5 separate regions of the Sus scrofa genome follow, and all the other regions are linked to region 1. Evidence: chromatin contacts called from public HiChIP or PLAC-seq data. All regions are on one chromosome and are shown on one strand. Each heading gives the region's core, a stretch centred on a gene start, on an enhancer-like site or on the middle of the called end of the contact. The rest is flanking DNA. Distances are from core to core; before and after follow the strand shown.

The links. HiChIP or PLAC-seq counts read pairs in DNA pulled down with a chosen protein or histone mark.
Region 2: an H3K27ac HiChIP or PLAC-seq map of alveolar macrophages shows a contact between it and region 1. The contact joins two enhancer-like sites. A contact is called at or near these places in 1 of 47 Hi-C or Micro-C datasets (embryonic fibroblasts) and 1 of 2 datasets of contacts at active chromatin or transcription factors (alveolar macrophages).
Region 3: a contact with region 1 is called in an H3K27ac HiChIP or PLAC-seq map of alveolar macrophages. The contact joins two enhancer-like sites. A contact is called at or near these places in 1 of 47 Hi-C or Micro-C datasets (embryonic fibroblasts) and 1 of 2 datasets of contacts at active chromatin or transcription factors (alveolar macrophages).
Region 4: an H3K27ac HiChIP or PLAC-seq map of alveolar macrophages shows a contact between it and region 1. The contact joins two enhancer-like sites. A contact is called at or near these places in 2 of 47 Hi-C or Micro-C datasets (embryonic fibroblasts and mesenteric adipose tissue) and 1 of 2 datasets of contacts at active chromatin or transcription factors (alveolar macrophages).
Region 5: a contact with region 1 is called in an H3K27ac HiChIP or PLAC-seq map of alveolar macrophages. The contact joins two enhancer-like sites. A contact is called at or near these places in 1 of 47 Hi-C or Micro-C datasets (embryonic fibroblasts) and 1 of 2 datasets of contacts at active chromatin or transcription factors (alveolar macrophages).

What each region holds. Positions count from the first base shown.
Region 1 is chr13:116,438,357-116,442,814 of Sscrofa11.1, forward strand. No RefSeq gene overlaps it. Among named protein-coding and RNA genes, the nearest start is that of KCNMB2, 300 kb to the right of the region's middle. Within about 2 kb of position 3,120, at least 13 of the 83 cell types and tissues checked have an H3K27ac peak or open chromatin away from gene starts, as enhancers often do. A contact at or near this core is called in alveolar macrophages and embryonic fibroblasts, where this site is marked.
Region 2 is chr13:115,601,922-115,605,837 of Sscrofa11.1, forward strand. The region is part of intron 1 of LOC106505748 (a long non-coding RNA gene); the gene reads left to right. Among named protein-coding and RNA genes, the nearest start is that of TBL1XR1, 120 kb to the left of the region's middle. Within about 2 kb of position 1,585, at least 29 of the 83 cell types and tissues checked have an H3K27ac peak or open chromatin away from gene starts, as enhancers often do. A contact at or near this core is called in alveolar macrophages, where this site is marked.
Region 3 is chr13:115,727,340-115,731,676 of Sscrofa11.1, forward strand. All of the region lies in intron 1 of LOC106505748 (a long non-coding RNA gene), which reads left to right. LOC110256521 (a long non-coding RNA gene) reads left to right here. Exons shown (of 2, transcript XR_002338117.1): 2 at 1-322. Among named protein-coding and RNA genes, the nearest start is that of TBL1XR1, 240 kb to the left of the region's middle. Within about 2 kb of position 1,667, at least 31 of the 83 cell types and tissues checked have an H3K27ac peak or open chromatin away from gene starts, as enhancers often do. A contact at or near this core is called in alveolar macrophages, where this site is marked.
Region 4 is chr13:115,623,125-115,627,405 of Sscrofa11.1, forward strand. All of the region lies in intron 1 of LOC106505748 (a long non-coding RNA gene), which reads left to right. Among named protein-coding and RNA genes, the nearest start is that of TBL1XR1, 140 kb to the left of the region's middle. Within about 2 kb of position 1,632, at least 77 of the 83 cell types and tissues checked have an H3K27ac peak or open chromatin away from gene starts, as enhancers often do. A contact at or near this core is called in alveolar macrophages and embryonic fibroblasts, where this site is marked.
Region 5 is chr13:115,504,153-115,508,531 of Sscrofa11.1, forward strand. All of the region lies in intron 1 of LOC106505748 (a long non-coding RNA gene), which reads left to right. Among named protein-coding and RNA genes, the nearest start is that of TBL1XR1, 18 kb to the left of the region's middle. Within about 2 kb of position 1,254, at least 7 of the 83 cell types and tissues checked have an H3K27ac peak or open chromatin away from gene starts, as enhancers often do. A contact at or near this core is called in alveolar macrophages, where this site is marked.

The sequences.
Region 1 (4,458 bases), core at 1,870-4,369:
TTAGAATTTTCTTTTTTTTTTTTCTTTTTTTTTTTTTTGGTCTTTTGTCTTTTGTTGTTGTTGCTGTTGCTATTTCTTGGGCCGCTTCCGCGGCATATGGAGGTTCCCAGGCTAGGGGTCTAATCGGAGCTGTAGCTGCCAGCCTACGCCAGAGCCACAGCAACGCGGGATCTGAGCCGCGTCTGCAACCTACACCACAGCTCACGGCAACGCCGGATTGTTAACCCGCTGAGCAAGGGCAGGGACCGAACCCGCAACCTCATGGTTCCTAGTCGGATTCGTTAACCACTGCGCCACGATGGGAACTCCATGATTTAGAATTTTCTTTAAGTAGTTCTTAGTTTTCATTTTTTCAGATAGATCATTTTATAATTTAATACTATCATTTGAAAACTTAGAATCATTTCTTCTTTATAAAAAATAAATTAATGTAGGACAGAAAAAAATGGTAAGGTAGAAAAATTGTCATGTATGATTACAATTTGTAAGAAATCCTTTAGTTTCTAAATATTATATGTCTCCATTTCTAAAAGTTATCTAAAATCATTCAATGATAAGGAGATTACTTGGGTTAAAAATGCTCAGTCTCAGAGTTCCTGTCATGGCTCAGTGGAAGTGAATCTGACCAGCATCCATGAGGACACAGGCTCGATTGCTGGCCTCACTCAGTGGGTTAAGGACCCAGCGTTGTCATGAGCTATGGTGTAGGTAGCAGACCTGGCTGAGATCCCGCATTGCTACGGCTGTGGTGTAGGCCGGCAGCTACAGCTCTGATTCAACCCCTAGCCTGGGAACCTCCATATGCCCCAGTGCAGTGCTAAAAAGACAAAACAAACAAAAATACTCAGTCTCAGTTTTTGAAATCTAATCCTTATTATGTGAATGGCTAAACTTGAGATTATGATTCAAAGATATCTTGACTAGTTCCTGAGTCACGCTCAGAGATTAACTATTAGGTGAATTTGTCCATCAGTACTATTACATATCAGAAATATATAGAAAAACAAATGCCTTTCCTCCTAAAAGGAAGATTACCTAATAAACCCATGGTTCCTAACTCTTTGAAGACTTTGAGGTTCAGGATGCAAGTACATACACCGCTTTGGTGGCAGAAGTTTGTCTTGGCAGGATTTCTAAAGAAACTCTACTCCACTTCCTGCTCATGACTGTAACTGTTTCCTGAGTTTGAGATTGGGGTCAGAGGGACTCAGCGGCAGACTGTTTATTAGGGGGATGGGATTGTGTGCAGCTGCTTATTATACTTCTGGGTCTGTTCAGTTTATTTCAAGGTCATCTTCCTTAGCTTCCTGTAGTAAGTCAGCCAGAAAAAAAAGTGATCTTAAATTCTCATATATATCTTACTTTTTTCTTTGTGTTTTCTTTGAACCTATGAAAAAAGTACTTTTCTGTGCTGGTTTGTCTTTTATTCACATGCCTTAAATTGGTTTTTAGAAATGGACAGTAGGAAGGTCCTGTGAAGATTAAATATTGCAAATAAGATTAATATAAAAGGTTAATCTTAAAATCAAGACATAACAGATCAAGCAAAGATGTGTAGAGTCAAAACGAAGAGACAAATTTGTTCCAAGTTAGGCAAGAATGAGTTAGCTTCAATTAGATAGCTGTTTTAAATATAAAAATACAATGTATCAGTTGGAAGAGGATCCATGAAGACTGAAAAAAAAGGAGAACTGTAGCAGCAAGTATTGACATTGCCCCTTCCAGGGAGTTGGACTCTACCATTTCCTTGGCTTGACATCCCTATATGAGGGGAGAACTTGCTCACCAAAAAACCATCAGGTATTTAAAAGGTCTTCATATTTAACTTACTTCCAGGGGAAAATGTACAGATAGCTTGGGATGGATATCTGGCTCTCTTGACAGCTACATTTCTAACAAGTAATAATTGACTTGGCCCACTGTCCGTGACAACAACATTAGGTTTCTGAGCTGCACAATCTTGACAGTTCTGAAGCAAGTACATTTCCTGGTCAATATGGTTGCCATATAAAGTACACAATGCCCATTATATTTGAATTTCAGGTAAATAAATAATTTAGAGCATAGTTATATTAAAAAAATGATCCAGTTTTATCTAAACGCCAAACTAAACTGGGCACCCTGTAGTCAATCTGGTAACCCAACCTGCTGAGGGTCTGTATGACTAATCAACTTGCCTAACTTTTAGGACACCCTTTGGTATCACACCAGTATGAGCTGATATTTGCAGGTAGAGCCGTGTGGCATGCACTTTGTAGGGTTTATGATTATTTCCATCCGTTATCTAATTTGAGCTTCACAATGGATATCTGATCTGGTGTCTATGACTACCATGTGTTGATTGTCACTAGAATCAAGAAGCCCTCTGACTTCTAGTTTACTCTCTTGACCATCTGACTGCCTCTCTTAGTAGAAGTCGTATTTCATAGCCTTTCAGTAGTTGTGCACATTTTATCCCTTGACTCTTTCCTTGAACACTCATTTCCACATTACTTTTAAAAAGTCAGTCACTTCCTTTGCTTCCTGATTAATAAGGAGATCAACTGAGATATAATACTTTTCAAGGGAATGTAGCAAATGAAAACAGTGTTTCAAAAATAAATATGCCTTGCAAATAAACCTTTGGACTTGACAAAGCTTGGCTTTGGCACCACTGAGTATGGTTCTTTTCTGTTCTTTTTCCTTTTTTTAATCTTTGTATGGTTATTTTCTAATTCAGAGATACTCTCTTCCCTACTTTTCCCCCAGCACTAAAGATGTCCCAACTTTTCTTTCCAAACATCTTCGAAGGTAAAAAGCACTGAATAAAGGGCTGAAGTTAAATGAATGCATGTGGGCAGATTATAGGGAAGAATGTTATGGTACTCCACTGTTTAGAATACCATCATTTCAACATTTTCAAAAAGCCTGGTATTTGATTACTATGCAAGGTAGAATGTTCTAGGAATAATCGTAAAAATTCTTTAAAAATTATTTAGATAGATAAATAGATAGATAACAAAATGAGAAAGCATTGAAGGCAGTGAATCCTGTCTGACCAGGGACCATGACACAGAAGAGAACAGTGTGATTCAGCTTTTTTTCAGGGAAGTTAAATTAACATGCAGCCAGCAAGTCTATTGAGAAGCAGGACTTGTGGCTTCAGCGTCTGAAATCTGCTCCTAGTTCTAATGACTCATTTTGTGACTATGCAACTTATCAACTTCTCTTTATTCTAATCTCAGCTGCTGGTAAGGAGATTTAATAATACACGATTCACAGGAGGTTATGATCCTGAGTCATTAATGCAAGAATCTGTAGAGAGAATATATTAGCCGATAGAGACAGGGGGATAAAACTAATTCTGAAAGGCAACATTTAGAAATCTGGAGACAATAACAAATTTGTAATGCTACAAATCTGGTTTAAAAAAAAAAAAAACAAAAATGTAAGACTCAAGAATTTGAGTTAATGGAAACATAAACAATAGAGAGCCATCATAGGTTAAGCCCTACAGTGCATGTGACAGGCTTGTTTCTAGTGTCACTGGACGCCTTCTTAGCACCTCTCCCCCTTTGTGTGTCCCTTGGCCTCCATATACTCCATTCCACTGAGGGCTTTCACTCTTTCTCTTTGTCACCCTAAGCTTAAAACTTGTTCCGTGATGCTCTATCTATGCTAAGATAGAAATAAAATAGTAAGGCAAAAAGGATAATTAAATCATAAGCTGGCATCAGAATTCCTTCTGAGAAAAGAATATTTTTGGTCTAACACTGGAGAAAGTAAGGTGAAGTTCACAAGAATAGGTAGGGAGCATCATGAATAGGTAGCATCATTTTCAAAGAAATGATGCTGTAGGTAAAAAGATGGAATTGGGGAAGCAGGAGACAAGGAAAACAAGAGGGCTAGAGGAACACTGGCATCCAGGTTAGTTGACTAAGATCTTTTGTAAGAACTTAGATATCTAAAATTCCTTCTTAAGATGCTCACCTTATTGTGTTCTAGAACCACCCACACCAAGGCCTTTTGTGTTTTTATCTGTGGGTGTGGAAATGAAGGAAATGCCTAGGTGCAAGTCTATGTCACAACAGGAGAATCAAGGCAGGTGGTGAACAAAGGTGAAATGACTCATGGATTGAACTGATTCAGAGGCAATGGGGCTTTAAAGGTAGAGGTGACTAAGGGAAAAAAATGTAAGTACTTCACCTCTCCAGAAATTTGGAAAAGAACAAGGTTTTCAACCACCAACAGGAAAGAGTTCAAGCACATTATGCTCTAATCTCCACAGACCAATACCTCAACAACTCTAGAATTTAACTTGGGTCACCAGGCCCCTCTGGGGACTGAGGAATGTGAGGCAGAAAGCCAGTGACCCAGCACCCCCCCTCTCCATCTTCCCAATCCTCATCGCCTGTGATCTGCTTTCTAGTGGAAATTCCAGAAAAGAATGCCTTTGAGCTTTGAATTGTGCAGCTGGAA
Region 2 (3,916 bases), core at 335-2,834, 840 kb before region 1:
AGATATAGTAGTTTTGATGGAGAAGCAACTTTCTGATACAAGAAATAAAACACGGAACATTCAGCTTTCAAAAAAGAATCAATGATTGAATGTGCTTAAAAGACATTCTCACCCCACGGCTGAGCCTCACCTCAAACCTAAGCAAATCAAACCTCTTCAATGACCTCTAGAGAGTGACACAGGTGACAAGGTTAGTGGTTACACCAGGGTGCAAGTTTTTCCTGATCCTTACAGCAGTGCCTTCTGAGGGCCCCGTTGTCTTAACCAGCTCAGGCTGCCACAACACATTACCATAGACTGGGTGACTTGAACAGCAGGCATTTATTAGTCACAGTTTTGACAGCTCTGGAAGCTGAGAAGTCCAAGAAGATGTAAAACCATCTTCAAAACGCAGATTCATTGTTGGGTGGGGACCTACTTCCTGAATTGCAGACAGACATCTCTTCACCATATCAGAGAGAAAGCGACAGGAGAGGGAGAGACAGAGATCTCCATCATGCAGACTATACCCTCGTGGCCTCATGTGAAACTAATTGACTGTATCTCCAAATACATCACAATCACAATGGAGGCTAGGACTTCACCATAGGAATTTGAGAGGGGACACATTTGAATTTGGTATCTGGAGTGTTCACCTGATAACAAGTCCTCTACCACTTGACTAGGGCTTCAAGGGACCTTATAGCATCCTGACTTTTTCCTTCCCTGCATTTACCACTGTTTGTGTGATTGCATTTTATTTTTTGCTCCTGTTCCCATGTAGGCAAACACCATGTATTTTTATCTTGTTTTGTCGTTGCTACTCTATCTTCAGACTTAGCACAATGTTTGGCACATAATCTGTGTGTGTATATATTTTTTGACTGGGTACATAAATACATTTGAGCGCATTGCATGCATTCCAGTGGGACAGAGTTAACAGGTCAAGTAATCAGATTAATAATGGAGAAGAAGGCAAAAGTGTAGTTATCAAATGAAGGTGGGTTGGTGCTATAAAAGTAAGCTACAGATGCTGAGACTCAGAATCCAGGGTCAAAGTTACTTGTCTCTCCTGCCAAAAGTAATATTAGGTCCTGGGGCTTTTGGATTCGGGCTGAGCAGAGGTGTCCATAGGTGCTCTCAGCAGCATGGAGAGGTCTTGGGGGTGTGTTGTCAGGAAGCAACAGAGGGCTGACATAGTGTGTTTTTAATGTACTTGGCTCATTTTGTTGCTTGAAACCTAGAAGGCAATTATAGATTTCTCAGAGTAAAAAGTGTACGCAAGATTTTTTCCTCCTCTTCCCTACCTAAATTATTTGGTCCAGCCTGGATTATGATATCTGAAGTCAAGGAAACGCCAGCAATCATCTGAAAACATATCACCACCACACCCATCCCTACTTCTCAAAACAACTTTCATGTTCTTTTGGCCTGCTATATATTTACACACACACACACACACACACACACACTCACTCACTGTGTGGAAACCTATAGGTTTGTGCACAAAAAAGCACACTGAGAAAGCAATAATTAAGGTCCTATCCTCTTCTTTGGGCAGGACTCATAAAAGAGTGGTTTCTGTTTCTACAGTAGAAAGTTGTGGTTGAGGCCTGATAGAGTTCTTCTACAACCCCCTGTCCAGAGGTGAATCATGCATCATTTAGATCACCCTCACATTCGGTGACTGAGGGATCTCACGTTGTCCTCTGTACCCTTACTTTTGGCTAATGTTCAGCCATGTCGCTCAGATTCTCTCATTCACAGGAAGGCCGGTGCTGTCTTCCAATCAAGTTCTTTCTCCAATAAACCACTCTGCTTAGGGCTTACCCTCATGAGATAAAACTGGCAAGCCTAAAAATAGAAACCACAAATCCTGCCTGCCAATCCTGCATTCTAACCTCTAATCCACTTGTAGCAAGGACAAATATTTTCAGGAAAATAAAACGACACTGCATGGAACACAGGGACACAATTGCTCCTGTTGTCAGATCTTCCACTCAAAAGCCTAGAAATAAGGGGCTGGATTCCACTCTCCCCTCCTTGGTCACCATATACCTAGTTTCAACCTTCCTCTAATTTCTTATACAACCTGAGTTACCAAAGCAAATGAAGAAAAGATGAAATGAGGACACAGGCAGGAGGGGGAGAGACACAGAATTTCATCATTGTTACAACTTACTTAATGGTGGGAATTTGTCTTTTGTGTTTCAGTACAAGGCAAAGAGCCTAGTAGAAGTTCAGGGTTAGATTAATAGGACTTTCACGTTTGTCAAATGGGAAGTTGACTAAGTTAACTAAGTGACTGGATTTGAGGACCTGAGGCAGCCTGAGTGGAAAGTATCCTCAGAAAACCTAAGTGTGAGTCCCATCTCACCATTGCCACTCATATCTGGTTCAAAGGGACAAACTATTTCATGCCCTAAGGCTTAGAGCTCTTATCTCTAAAACAGCATTTCGAGTAATAGCCTTTTTTGCTGCACAGAGCTGTTTTGAGGCTCCATGAGAGAAAATATATAGGAAATGCTGTGTAAACTCTTAATCTATCTATAAGTATGAGGAATTATTATCACTGCACACAAATCCACTTATTGTTTCTGATTGGCTGTACACATAATTCAAATTCTCCAGGAAATAGCTCAGTCTTTATTTCTAGCTGTGTGGTATGCAGCTTCTAAACAGTTCTACTCAGACCTCGCCTCTTAACCTTTAGTCTTGAGGGTCTACAGAGACCTTTGGCTCTCAGTTAACTGTTACATCCCAAGCCAGCTGCAGGGCAGAAATTCCTGGTTTGATTTGTGTTTTAACCAGCTCAGCCGTTTTGTGGCTTGGCCACTGAAGTGCTCTCACAAAGACACAGACCAGAGTGGACTCAAACATGAACTCTGGTGAGAGATGAGTTCTGAGAGGAATCTAATTCAACAAAGGAGATATGTAAACAGGACTCAGGAAGCTGTGGCCACAGTCTTCTCTTAGGAGGCTTTAACTTTCTCAGTTTTGAAATACCGTGTTTGTTTCGCTGTGTGGTGAATGTCAGTATATTAACATTGTACTTTGAGATTTCTCAGCTGGCAGTGTGATAAAATTTAAAATATTATTCTCATTTAGTATCGTTTTAGAATTTTCATGGCATTAATGAAACTAATGAGAAACAACTTATGCTATTGGGAAGGGAGAGTGAGTGTTTTCAGCTGAGTTTTGGCATGGTTCAGTCTTTAAATGCATGACAATGGATTTATTATTGAAGAAATAAAGAGATTGGGCAGAATCAGCAGTTGATCATTGGAAGACAGTCATTTACTTTTTTTTTTTTTTACAGATAATAAGTAGTTTCTTGTGTATCTTTCTAATATTTTTATGCACATTATAAGAAAATACAAATAAATCTTCATATTTTTCCCCTGGACTTCTCAAAAGGTAGACCATCCAGTCTTTTATGTCAGAAAGCTTATAGCCCATGTTTAAATAATAATAAAAAGACACAACTATTAAGAGGGTAGATATTTTAGGTCTAGACTTTTACTGGTTGTAATGTTTGAATGTGAGAGTCCTCGTGGTTACAGATAGAAGCCTTGCTATAGTAGTCGCTAGTTAGTTTTTCCTTGGTTCCCAGAGGCTGCTGAATAATACACATTTGCTTGACCTGCAGTGAAAATAGAATAAGAGAAAGAAGAAAATGTGAAGTGGAACAGTGTGGTTGGGAAATTTCCACACCTTTATCCTTGGGGAAAAAAAAAAAAAGAAAAAACCTCTCTTATAAGTAAGGCTAAAGAGAATATTAAATGCATACAGTATGAGTCAAAGAAAATCATATTAACATTTATTCATCAAAGTGGATCGTTGGTCTCATCTGCATATGTGAAATTTATGGGTGACAGCCTGAACTCTCTGTCAGGGCATAGTCATATCAAACCGCAAGTGTCTGAATCCTTATTGC
Region 3 (4,337 bases), core at 417-2,916, 710 kb before region 1:
TTGGTTTAGCACAAAGTCACACTCTGCAAGGTTCTTGGAACCATTCTTCCACCATGAGTACAGAGAAGCCAAGGCAGGCACTGACATTGTGGTCTGTTCAGCAATGTCTTGTGGCCCGAATGAACCATGAGGGCTTATGAATTGTCCTAAAACACAAAATGTGATTTGTTAGACCTTAACTAATAAACGGAGTGTATTTTTGGTGCCATCATACCCAGACTATAAGGTCATTGAAATAAATCTGAGGCATATCTCCTGAAAGATGTCTACTCATTCCTCTGCCAAAAGAAAAAAAAAAAAAAAAATACAACCCTGTCTCCTCAACACAATAACTGAGGAAGTATTTGTTTTAAAACCATTCCATTCTGCTTTCTTAATTTCTTGTTATCTCATCCCAGAAACTCTGAATTAACATGGCAAAAGTCCACTGTTTTGAGTTCAGGAAAAACAATATAATTCTTCTATATCTTTTCACAGACTTTGCTTGTTGGGCCAGAAGCCCGACTCATTTGGACACAGCTGTACTCTGAACTTACATCACTAGTTAACATTTCCACTTCTAGGCATTCATGTGGCTTATTTGTTCCAGAGATTTTCTGTTCCCTGATTAAATGTTTCACTGTGCTGTACCCACAGACTCATAAACTAGTTCACTGGCTGATTTTTCAAGACTGGGATTTAAAGAGCCAGTGACCTATTAAAAAACTTCATTTTTTTTTATCAATTAGATATGAAGCCTGCCCTATACACAATCTCAGTGTATGTTAAGTTTTTGTATTTGATCCTACATTTCCCTCTGTGAGGCTCTTTCCACTCATAGGGAGCTAAATTTATAGGGTTCATCTGGTGTCCCATTCTTAATCTGGGGAGCTGTACCCTAATCCTTATTAAGGCATTAGTAGCTGATTATGGGTTGACCATTCACATCTGAAGCTTGTGTGACTGAAATTTGGAAGTATTTAAAACCCTCCAAGAATGAAATTATAATGACAGTGTGACCTGGATGAATCAGGTTTTATGATAGTAGAGATTTTACCAGTTATAGTGTTTTGGGGCAACAGGCCTTGATCTTTTTTCCCAAACTGAATTTTTCTTGTTGGGGTCTATACCTACTAAGGGCTTCTGTTGTGTTTCCCATGAAGAATGACTAAGTCTTTGATTGGGAGTTGTTCCTTGATTAAAACAGGAACAGTGCAGAAAGAAATAAGCCTGCCCATCGGAGAACAGTTAAACACTGGTACTGCTCACAGCAGGGTGGTGTGGGGAACTGGCTTCTGGGACAGCACAGGAGCACAGTGCAGTGTTGGTGACTGTCATGCTGGTGAAATACCATGACATCTGAGGCCCCATGACATCTCTGTGTGGAAACATTTATTTCACAAGTGCAGACACTGATACCCTGGTTCTAGTGACCTTAAGACTTTCACTTCTATTTGTGCCTCTCTGAGATTCAGAGTGTGGGAAAGATGATTTTCAAGTTTCCATCCTTCTCACACTGATCCCTGCTGAATATTGGGATCGTTTCTGACCAGTACACCAGAGATGCTTCGGAGGTAGAGAGAAGCTTACCTCTAATGGACAAACAGGATGGGGCTGTATGGAGCAGTGAGATTGGCTGGAGAACTCTCTGAGTCATGTGCCAGACTGCTCTGCTGACATCTAGCTGAAGCCAGACAACCCTGCTCAAGACCAGGGTGCTGACCTAGGAAGGGTGGGTCCTGAGAGCTCACTGCTATGACACGTAACCACCCAGATCACTGGTTTCTTGAGTCATGTTACCACTTGCTCCTCTACTTCCAACCCTCCTGCTCTCAGGCACACCCAGCCAGTGACTGGGTCAACAATTGAAGTCTGTGAATCTGGCAGACCTTTCTCACGGATAAGGGGCAGCCTATGCTGTGGCTACTGTGGTGACTGGCATGTTCTTTAGGATGGCCACGCACAGGAAATACACTTCTGCTGTAGAGACTATCTAGTATTTTATGTTAATTCTGGTGTGTGGTCCCTGCAGAATCTTGGTACGATGAGGAAAATGGAAGGCATCACATTTTGATACATGTCATGACATCTTTAAGGGATGAGAAAAGCCTCTAATTAGCTTGTACCTATTTGGAATGCTTTCAGAAGTTTTGTGTTACCTCCTATAAGACATTGTTAGAGAGCCTGACCAGTGTTACACTCCTGCATTTTTAGAGTACATGTGGAGTGTTTTCTCTATGAGAATGTGAGCTACTTTGGGAGACTTGGTTATTTCTTCTTCAGAGTCTAGTAACATTGTTCAGTAGAATTTTTTGTGATCATGGAATTGTTCTATAATTAGCTACTAACCTCCTATGGCTATTGAGTGCCTTGAAATGTGGCTAGTGTGACTGGGAACTGGATTTTTGGTGTCTTTAATTTTGCCTTAATAGCCGTGTGTGAATATTGGCTACCACACTGGACAACACAAGTTTGGAATACTATTTCCTGGCTTATGGGAGGCAGACTAAATCACTATATGTTGAATTGAATTTACCATTCTTCAAGGCACTTGCCAAAATACACTTTTGCTATGTGTTTTTCAGATTTCTAATGTAACTTACTCTCAGTAATTCTAGATTGTCTATTTGTATGACACTTCAATAAGAATTTATTCTACATCTGGACCTAGACAGTCACTGTTACTGGAGCAGTGTTTCAGGGACTCCCAGGGCATAGGGAAAGAAAAATCCCACAATGATGCATAACGCTTCTGCTGTTTCCATAAATATACTTTCTAGATCCTCTCTGCCTTCCACAGTTCTTCCTAGATCATTTCCCAGTGAAAGTGGGAAATTGGATATTTCATAAATATTTTGACTTTCTTTCTGCTGCTGGGGAGGAAACAGAGTAGCACTTGCCACTGGAAGATGTCTGGATTTGAATCTCAGATCTGTGACTTCGGAAGAATCATTTAAATCTTTATAACTTCAATGTTTCTTTATCGAATGGAAATAAGAGGAATTCTTTCAGTCCTTTGTGCCTTTCAGAGTAGAAGTGTAAGAATCTTTGGCTTAAAGTGTGCAAATCTTCCTGAGCTATGAAACCCTGTACAAATATTTATGGCTGTGGCTATCATTGTTTTTAATTTCAGATGAAATCAATGCATTTGTGTAGGCCTCCGTGGTATATTTCTCCATGCCCCAACTTAATCATTCAGCCACTGCCTATGATAGTGACTTATCACTGAAAATATACAGGATCTTAGTAGACTGTGTTGTATGCCTCATAATCATGAATTAGTGTTTGTTGAATGCCAGACTGCATGGTATAGCACTGATCTCTGTGTAGTAGGTTGGCTAAACAATGACAACTTCTTGTGCCAGGAGAAAATTTGAAGAGTTCCCACTCATACTCAATATTGACTTGATGATTTACTTGCTTCCTGAGATATGGAGAGCTCTTAATTCTGGTCGTACGTATTAGACAGATTCATTGCATGACCCGGATAATTTATTTAGTCTATGTTTAGATGATCTAGAAAGGAAATTAAGTTTGTGATAGAAATTTTTGATCTCTTTCAGGTGATTTTTAACTGTATGTCTTAAATTTGCTTTTAAAATTGAGTAACTGGAGTTCCTGTCATGGTGCAGTGGAAACGAATCTGACTAGGAGCCATGAGGTTGCGGGTTCAATCCCTGGCCTTGCTCAGTGGGTTAAGGATCTGGCTTTGCCATGAGCTGTGGTATAGGTTGCAGACTTGGGTCAGATCTGGCGTTGCTATGGCTGTGGTGTAGGGCAGCAGCTGTAGTTCTGATTAGATCCCCAGCCTGGGAATCTCCATATGCCATGGGTGTGGCCCTAAAAAAAAAAAAGAAAAATAAATAAAATTGAATACCTAATTCTCCTTATGGAATACTGAATCAATTGTTTAGGAGTGCAGTACACTGTTAATGTGTTACAAATTTAACTCTTACTACATACAGATGCACAGGGAAAATGCGGCTTCATTGTTTTTCTATAGCTGGCCTGATCTTTCTCTTGACTTTTAATCTGTTGAGCAATGAAGAATGTATTAGTTATCAGTTGCTGCATAACAAGTTACTGTATAGCGCAGCAGTTTAAAACAAGAAACATTTATTATCTCATTACTTCTAGGTCATGAATCTGGGTGTGGCTTTGCTTGGTCCTCTGAGTCAGGGTCTTTCTTTTTCATATTTTTTTAGGACCACACCCATGGCATATGGAAGTTCCCAGGCTAGGGGTTGAATTAGAGCTGCAGCTGCCAACCTGCACCAAAGCCACAGTAATGCTGCCAGATCTGAGCCATGTCTGTGACCTACATCACAGCTTATGGCAATGCCAGATTCTTTAACCCA
Region 4 (4,281 bases), core at 382-2,881, 820 kb before region 1:
GAGAGGAGAGGGGGGAGAAAGGGAGGGGGAGAGAGGGAGAGAGAGAGAGAGGGAGAGGGGGAGACGGGGAGAGAGGGAGCGGGGGAGAGAGAGATCAGGGAGGCACCGGGCTCCACAAAGCGGGGAGAGTGAGTAGGGGGTACAGGGCCAGCACTTAAGCCGACCGCTTTTTCAGAACCATCACAGCGACTCTGGCCTGACAAGTAACACTACTGAGGGCAAAAACTGGAATATTTGAAGGCGGGTGTCCCTTACGAAATCCAGCTTTCATTTAATCCTCAAAACAGTGACTGTAGGGATTACAGCTACCCCGTTTTTACAGATGAGGGATACAGAGAGGTTAAGCACTCTGTCCATACTTAAACAGCTAATAAGGGTCAGAACAGGACTGGGAATCAGGCAGCGCACAGCCAGTGTGCGGTGTGCCCCGCAGGGGGCTCCCACAAAGAACTCCTTGGGTTTGTGTGTAGGGGGCGGAGGAGAGGGTGGCAGGAGTTCCGAGGAGGATCAGTCCGTCCCTGGGATTTAAGGCTGAAATTCTGCGTCGTCCCTGGGCTGTCTAGGAAGGTTTCAACAGGTCTAGGAGAGGGAGGAAGGGAGCTGCGCCAGCGGGTAGAGGTCTGGGTGCCTAGTCCCAGAGTTGCGCCTGCTAAGGCAGGTGGGCGAGGGGATGCGGGGGAAGGAGAGCAGGCAGAAGCTGCGGGGCCAGAAAAGAAGGCCTAGGCCCAGTGGGGAAGGCCACGCCCCAGCTGGGAGTGCTCCTCTCCAGATCTCAGCCTCTGAACGCAATTCCATTTAAGGGCAACCTTGCCCGATTCACACCTAGCCTTGAAGATTACAGACCGCCCTTTGGTCAATTTGCAGGGTGAAAGCGGGAACCTACCACCCTACACCTGCAATTCCAGCGCCATAAAGGAAGCCAGACATGTCCTATAAAATGTCACCATCGCTGAGGTGCAGTTTCCAAGGGGGTATCCGGTAGAGGGAAATACTCCGCAGCTGGCGACCCTCGAATCTGCGAATTCACTGCAGCGGGGGAGGAAGGCTCCAGTACAGAGTGGGGGAGGGGGCAGGAATCTTCTTTCTTGCCCTCTGCTCCTCGCTTGGTAATCAGGCTCGGCCACGTGACTAAAGCTTGGGGTAGGGGTAGGGGCAGGGGATTGCGGCCTGAGTAATTTTTGCCAGAGGGGTGTTTGACCAAACATAAATAGTGAAGGAACTAGAGTTGGGAGCCACGATGGGGCTGGGCTGCAGAGACCCCGACGCCGCTGCGGAGCCAGAGAGCCTGAGCGCTGAGCCGCTGCCGCCCCTCCCCCAGTCCAGCCCGCGAGCTCATTTTCGCTTGGCCGGTCCCCGCGCTGCCGGATGGATCGCGCCCCACCCCCGCTTCTCTGCTCAGTCATTCAGACTTGGAAAGTCAATAACACGCTGACATCATCAGGGGTTTGTGTATTATTACAAGGCTACTTTCCAGAGTACCTGGCATTATCTAAGAGAGGAGCACTCTGGCTGCCTAAGGAAGGGCCCGGGTTGTGGGCCTCGGGAGGGGCGGCTCTCCAAGCCAGGCCTTTTCCTCCTGGGGGAGCATCTTCAGGGCACCGATTAGAAACAGAGTATGTGCTTTTGCTGCACTAAATGCAGATGCACTTTAGATATCAATACATGCTTTATTTTGGCTGGGGGTGCACCTATAAATCATTACTAAGTGACCTCTATTTCTACCAAAGACATCCACTTGGTCTTTAAGAAGCATTTTTAGTGATCCTCCCAAAGGAAAAAAAGGCATGTTTTATGACAGGAAGCCAAAGGCTGACTCTTTTGAGACTCTTGGGGTTTGTGTGTGAGTCTCTATTATGTAATCGCCATCACGGGTGATTAGGTCTTCTTTTTCCCTCCAGGGCTGGCTTGGGTGGTTTGGTTGCTGTGTTTTTCTTAAGCCTCTTGCGGAGCAAACACACACATAAAAAAAATCCCAGATTTATGGTGCTAAACTGCTCTCCAAGCAAATTGCCTTGAAGAGTGTCTCGTTTTGAAGGAGAGAAATAGATGAATTTTTTTGTTAATTAAGACTCCTTATCTTCCTCCTCTGGCATTTCCTTTTCTAGAATGAGTTTTTAAAGTAATTTTATATATTTTAGATATTTTCTTCCTTCTCTCCTGCTGTAATGGTACTTGTAATGGCTTTAAATAACTGATTGTATAGATTACTGCACTTTTGTTCTGTTAATACAAACACCCCGCCCCCTTCAGTTAAAATATGTAAAACTCAGTAACTTCCACAACATGGTACCTTTTAAGTTTGGCCAAACAGGCTATATGGTTTTTTTTTACACACACAAGGCTGATCTCATTGAAAATCTCCCATTATCTTAAATTGCAAAAAATACACTCAGTGGGAAACTGGTGGCTACCTGGAAGATCGCAAGGGGAGTGCCTTTCTTCACTGGCCTGATCTCATCCTCTGTACCTAAGGCTGGGAGAGATCAGGGATTGATATAAAAGTCTCTAGGGCTCCCCAGAAGAAAGCAAAGCAGCCATGTTTCTCAACAATGTAACACCTTCCCTCTATGTACTTGATCATTTCAGGAGAATTTGTAGTCAGTTGTAACCACTTCCCTCCAGGTGGTCTGAGGAAAAATTCCCCACCAGGTTTGCACTTCTAAAATCACCTTTGCAAGCCTGCCCAACAACCCTCCTACCCCACCTCCAGTTTTACCCTGGAAATTTCTGAGGTGCAGGCAGCTGACAAGGTCCAGTGTACCATCCTTCCAAGGTGGTTCAGTAGGTTTTGTTCTGTGAAGCTAGAAGCTGCTAAAGGGGGTTGGGAGAGTGGGGTGCATCACCAACCAGTGCACTGTTGACTTAGGGGCTTTCCCTTAGTTCCTTAGAGAAGACTGTGCAGACCAGAGAGTTTGTTCCTTTGGTAGTTAAGATGAGGAGTCTCTCAAATATCTAAGCACTTCTCTTTTCTTGCCTGTTGTTCCTCTGGCCTGTGCCCAAGCCTCTTCTTCGTATGTGACCCATGTAGCGGTCTTTACTATATAAGGATATCAGCCATCTCATTCTAGATGTTGAGCTTTGATAGCTGGCCACTAACTTCCTAACCTGGAGCTTCTACCTAAGCAGGGAGAACAAAGGTCACAGGACCACTTGGGCAGAAGCTCCAGGACAGGAAGCTGGTTGTCAGCTGTTAAAGCTCCAGAACTAGGTGCCTGACACCTTTGATGAGCAAGGAGCCTATGCTGGCCAGGGAGAGGAGAAAATTTAGTGCAATGGAACTAAGCTGGGGAGACCAAGAAGCAGGATTCTTGGTCCTAGAGAAGCTTGGTATGTTCCCAGAGGCAGATACAGAAACAACAGCTGGAGAGCATGCTCTCTGCTCAGAGCTGAGGGCCTTTGCTGGGTTGGTCCTTGTGTGCTGGGGCAGGGGGGCAGGGAGAGGAACTCTGTGTGACCTATGGCATCTGGTTGCTCATCTCACAGATGCCCCTTCAGGAAGTTTGGTGGCGTAATGGGCCTTGCAGGAATGACATGATAGTTCCCAGTTCCTCTAGGGAAAAGAGGTCAGCTTCCAGGCCTTTACTGCTAAATATCTGTCAGCTGTTTAGAATTGGGTGCATTTTAACTACAGGCTGTGTCTTTTCAGATAGTAATGTGAAAATTCCCGAGATTAACATCATTTATCAAGCCCTAATTTGATTTAGAAAAGACAGCATCTTCACATAGACCCTTTACCTTGATGAAAAGACCACAGCAATGGTTAAAATATCTGTGGGCAAGATTTCTAACCCATTGCTCACTAATGTTTAAAAAAATTAGAGAAATAAATTGCAAAAGTCCAATAATACAATCACAATTTTCTTATTACTAGAGTCAGAAAATTATATTCGCAAAATTACTGTCAAACTACTATACATGTTTCTAAATGTCATTATCAGTTGCTATATGCATCTCATTTGGAATGTAGCAAACAGTTCTTAGATCTGGGTTGCACTTTGAGTAGCACTGAACAGAGATGGCACATTGGAGGTCTAAGGGCTAAATTCAGCTCATATTTGCGGGTAGGTTGGCCCAAACAGTTTTTAAAGATATTTTCACATAAAAACCCACCTTTTCTGGAAAAGTGAAAACCTTCCAGCAATGCAAGCCATGTCAACAGGTAGAGCTGAAATTGTCCCTTTAACCCAGACACAGCTTGCTATTGGCTACAGTTCCAATCTACTCCTAGGCAGGGTCACTCATTTGAGCTACCTGCTTGGCTGCAAAAAGCATTCGAACCTA
Region 5 (4,379 bases), core at 4-2,503, 940 kb before region 1:
TTCTGAGCATTCATAATACTGTGTGAGAGTCCATTTATACTAAAAGAGAATTTCAAAGACACAGCCCCCACTCTTAAAGAAAATTTTAACTAATGAAAGAAAAGGTTTGTATGGCATACAAATAATATAATGAATTAGCAGTACTTTAAGTTTTCAAACCATATAGATTTCTTTCTCTTCTCACACTCCTTGGTTTTGGTTTGAGACTAGGCAGAGCAAGATTTTCAGTGAACAATTTTTTCTGGCTCATATTTTCCAAGAGCGGTGAATGATGTAAAATATGAAGAGGTATCAGAAGAATTAAGTGGGGCAGAAAGCACAAACTGGCCTCAGTTCTATCATGTAGAAAGCAGGAAGCTGCTGGGTTTGGTCTCAAAGGATTCTTCAATTTGTAACGCCCTGGGATTCTAGGTCAAGAAATAGTTAGGGTTGGGGGCGGGGGACGGACTATAAGAAAGTCGGAAGAGAGCAAATTACTGAGTATTTGTCCCCTTAGAGCCATAAAATAGTGTTGGCCCCTGGGGCTATGATTTTCAGCAGACGAATAAGGTGATATTCTTTAAAGGCCAGTCCACTCATATAAACACTTTCTGGCTGAGAAATGAATGATTTGCACAGGAATATGTCCACCCCATTCCCTCCAGCAAAGGAGGGAACCATGTGGCCCATTCCTCCACAGCCTTAGATTTGTGCTGTGTGAATGCACAGAGCTCAGGAGGGCCAATTTATATAATCATGCTTATGTCTCCCTAAGAAAGACTCTTTCTGAGTTACTTCATTCATCATTACTCATGAGACCAGGGCCATGAGGGCTTCAGCCAGCAAAACAGATCTTTGTATCTCCTCTAAGTGGACCAACTAATGTTAAATACACCCTCCTCCACTGGGACCTACCACAGGCCAAGGGCCCAGGGTATGGCTTAGAGGAGCACACTGGATGCTAACCCCTCAGTTTTGCCACTTATGCCAGGCACTACCTAACAATGCAGGGATTTTGAAAATTCTATACATGTATGCCTCCATATGAAGCAAATAACTGATTAAATAGGTTTTATGATTTTCTTTAATTTCTCTGCATATAGAGAGATGTGAGTGGACCAAATTTTATCACTTACTTCTAAACATAGTCCTTCCTGGCCACTGAAAGAAAAGCATGAACAACTTTCCCTCAACTTTCAGGAAAGCTGATGTTGTGTACACTGAAAGTGTTATAATGTAATCTCCGCTTCGAGTTTATTGTATATTTCCCTTCCAGGAATATACAGGAAATAGGGTGTGGTTAGTTATGTGGCTCTTTCACTTCAGTGCAGTTATTTGGCTGAACCTACTTCTTGTTACTATCCTCTTAAGCAGAGTCAGTGAACCTCTGAAAACATAATTTCTAGACTTCTCACATCTGGTGGCCCCTTTTTTTTCTTTTCTTTCTTTTCTTTTCTCTTTCTTTCTTTCTTCCTTTCAAGTTGAATTTCCAAAGGTAAACAATAAGACTGTAAATTTAATTTTCCAATACTTCAGTCAAGGATTAACTGCTAAAGAGAAGAAAATGTTTAGCTTGTTTCACTCACATTAAAAAAATACATGTATGTGCCAAGTTTGATCAATATATAGTTGGTCAATCTTCAGTTTTATTTAGTCAACCATTTAGTCTATTATATAATTCATTAAATGTTTAGAGTAAAACTCTTATTCATTTATTTTTCTTTTTAAAACCATACCTCCGGCATGTAGAAGTTCCCAGGCTAGGGGTCAAATTGGAGCTGCAGCTGCTGGCCTACACCACAGCCATGGCAACACTGGCTCTAAGCTACATCTGGGACCTATGCCACAGCTTGCAGAGAACCCAGATCTTTAACCCACTGAGTGAGGCCAGGGATGGAACCTGTATCCTCACGAACACTATGTTGGGTTCTTAACCTGCTGAGCCACAATGCGAAATCCTAGAATAAAATTCTTATAGTTTTATCCACATTTTAACATTTTAGCTTTCTAAACATACTGCAAAAGGAGTTCTCTTGTGGTGCAATGGGTTAAAGATTCAGCGTTGTCTCTGCAGTAGCTTGGGTTACTGCTGTGGCATGGGTTCAATCCCTGGCCCAGGAATTTCCACATGCCTCAGGTGCAGCCAACACACACACACACAAACATGTTGCATAACTATGTTATTTTCAACATTAAAGAATTGATCCAGTTTTTTAAACATAACTTCTCTTAGCATGCTAAGATAAATCTTTTTTTTTTTTTTTTTTTACATATTCTGTCATTAAACTGTTGTTTTTAAAGTGCTGATTTATCTATGTTCCTGACAGTTTAGGAGAAAGATTTTCAATATAGAAGGACTGATAATGGTAAATCTTCACTCAAGGAATGAATTCTCCCTACTGGAAGTTTAGTAGATATTCCAATTTCAAAGATGGATCTTGTTTTATTTTATTTACTTATTTATTTATTTATTTTTTGCTTTTTAGGGCCACACCCACAGCATATGGAGGTTTCCAGGCTAGGGATCCAATCGGAGCTACAACTACCAGCCTATGCCACAGCAATGCCAGATCTGAGCCGCATCCACAACCTACACCACAGTTCATGGCAACGCTGGATCCTTAACCCACTGAGTGAGGCCAGGGATCAAACCCACAACCTCATGGATCCTAGTCGTGTACATTAACTGCTGAGCCATGAAGGGAACTCCCTAAAGATGGATCTAATTTTATTCCTTTGTAGTCAATTGTTAAAAGCTGCTAGTTTTAGGGGCCAAATCCATGCAAGTGAACTCCCAGTGTTCTTGAATATGCATGGGAGAAAGTAGAAGAGAGCAGAGCATCCTTTTGCTTTAGGAAGCCCCTGGGATCAAGCTCATCTGACAAATGCCAGAGGAAGGGGGCTGAGACTCATTTCCTCAGGAGCTGTGAGGCTTTGAGAAGTTTACTCGACCAAATCTGAACATTTAGTTTCTTTGTTAACTGAGGATAATATCTACCTTGCAGAGCATTTGTAAATATTTTAAGTATTACATATCAATTATTAATCAGTGTTTTTCACAGTAGATGTTCAATAAACGATGGCTGGGCATTTGAGTGCTTGTCTCCTTTTCTTCCCTCTATGGACTATAAATTCCTTGAGAGGAAGAATTACAGTTTCTGCTATAGATTGTCCCAGGTTGCTGGTGATAAATAAATATTTGTTGAGTTGAAAATTTCAGTTTTGAAAGGCTTTCAAAATAATCTTTCTTTTAGAGTTTTAGGCTACTGAATCTGACTCATTTTTCCCTTCAACTTCCTAAAATCTAATTTCCTGGTGTTTAGGAGCACATCTGACATTACTGGGTATCACACCATCTAAGGTGACCTGGGCACTTTCTCCTCAGACTCTAAATCCATTTCACAAGCAATTCTCTCTCTCTCTCTCACTCTCAGAATTAAATACAAGTAGCAGTTCACCTGGTTGTTTCCTTTACCCTATAAGAGATGAAACTATCAGAAAATAGAAAAACAAGTTACTAATTTATCAGATGATTTTGCTTTCAGCACAATGAGACCTCTAACAGATGTCCTGTTAGCCAGATCCCCCTTTACTACTCACTGCACCTTGTTTGTGCCAATTTTGTATTTTGTTGAGGGGATGTGAAGTTAAAATATATATCCTGTACAGGCAAATTAGTTTTGCCTTATCCTGGGCAAATATCCTATTCTCCTCTAGAACGCTTCCTCAGACTCAGATTCTAGAGTTCAATATCCTTACCTTCTTGCCCTCGTCTATCTCCTAATAGGAAATTGTGACTACTCTTTCATGCATGTGTATTTCTAAAGACAAGGAAGTCTTTTCTTGTCTCAGGACTGGGCTTACCCTATTTCCCCTTTTATTTAGTTAGAAATGTTTGCAGTTGCAAGGAACAGAAAATCAGCTCTTAAAATGGCTTTTAAAAATAGAAATTTTCTCCTTCTCTGTCTTCTCCCCTCCTCTTCCAGGAGCCAGCTGCCCCACCTCCCACCCCTTTTTCTTCACTGCAACAAGCAACCCAGATTCACAGTGTTGGAGTCATTGTTTCTCTTGATTTGTTCTTCATTCTCAAAATGACTAGAGAGGCATCAGACCTGGATTCAACCAGGAAGAAAGTGTAGGGTGATCCCAGTCACGTCTGCCTTTCATACCAAGAAACAAACGCAGTCCCAGAAGACCCCAGTAAACCTCAACTTCTATCTTATCGGCCCATGTGTGTCACTTGGACATACCTAGTAGCAAGGAAACATGGGAAAGTGAATTGCTAGTCCATGCTTGACAGTGAAAATGGCAAGGCAGTTGGGGATGACTCTTGGTCAGCTAACCAACAGCATCTACCACAGCTTTCCGGTATAAACTAGCAGACAGCTGACATACCAGCT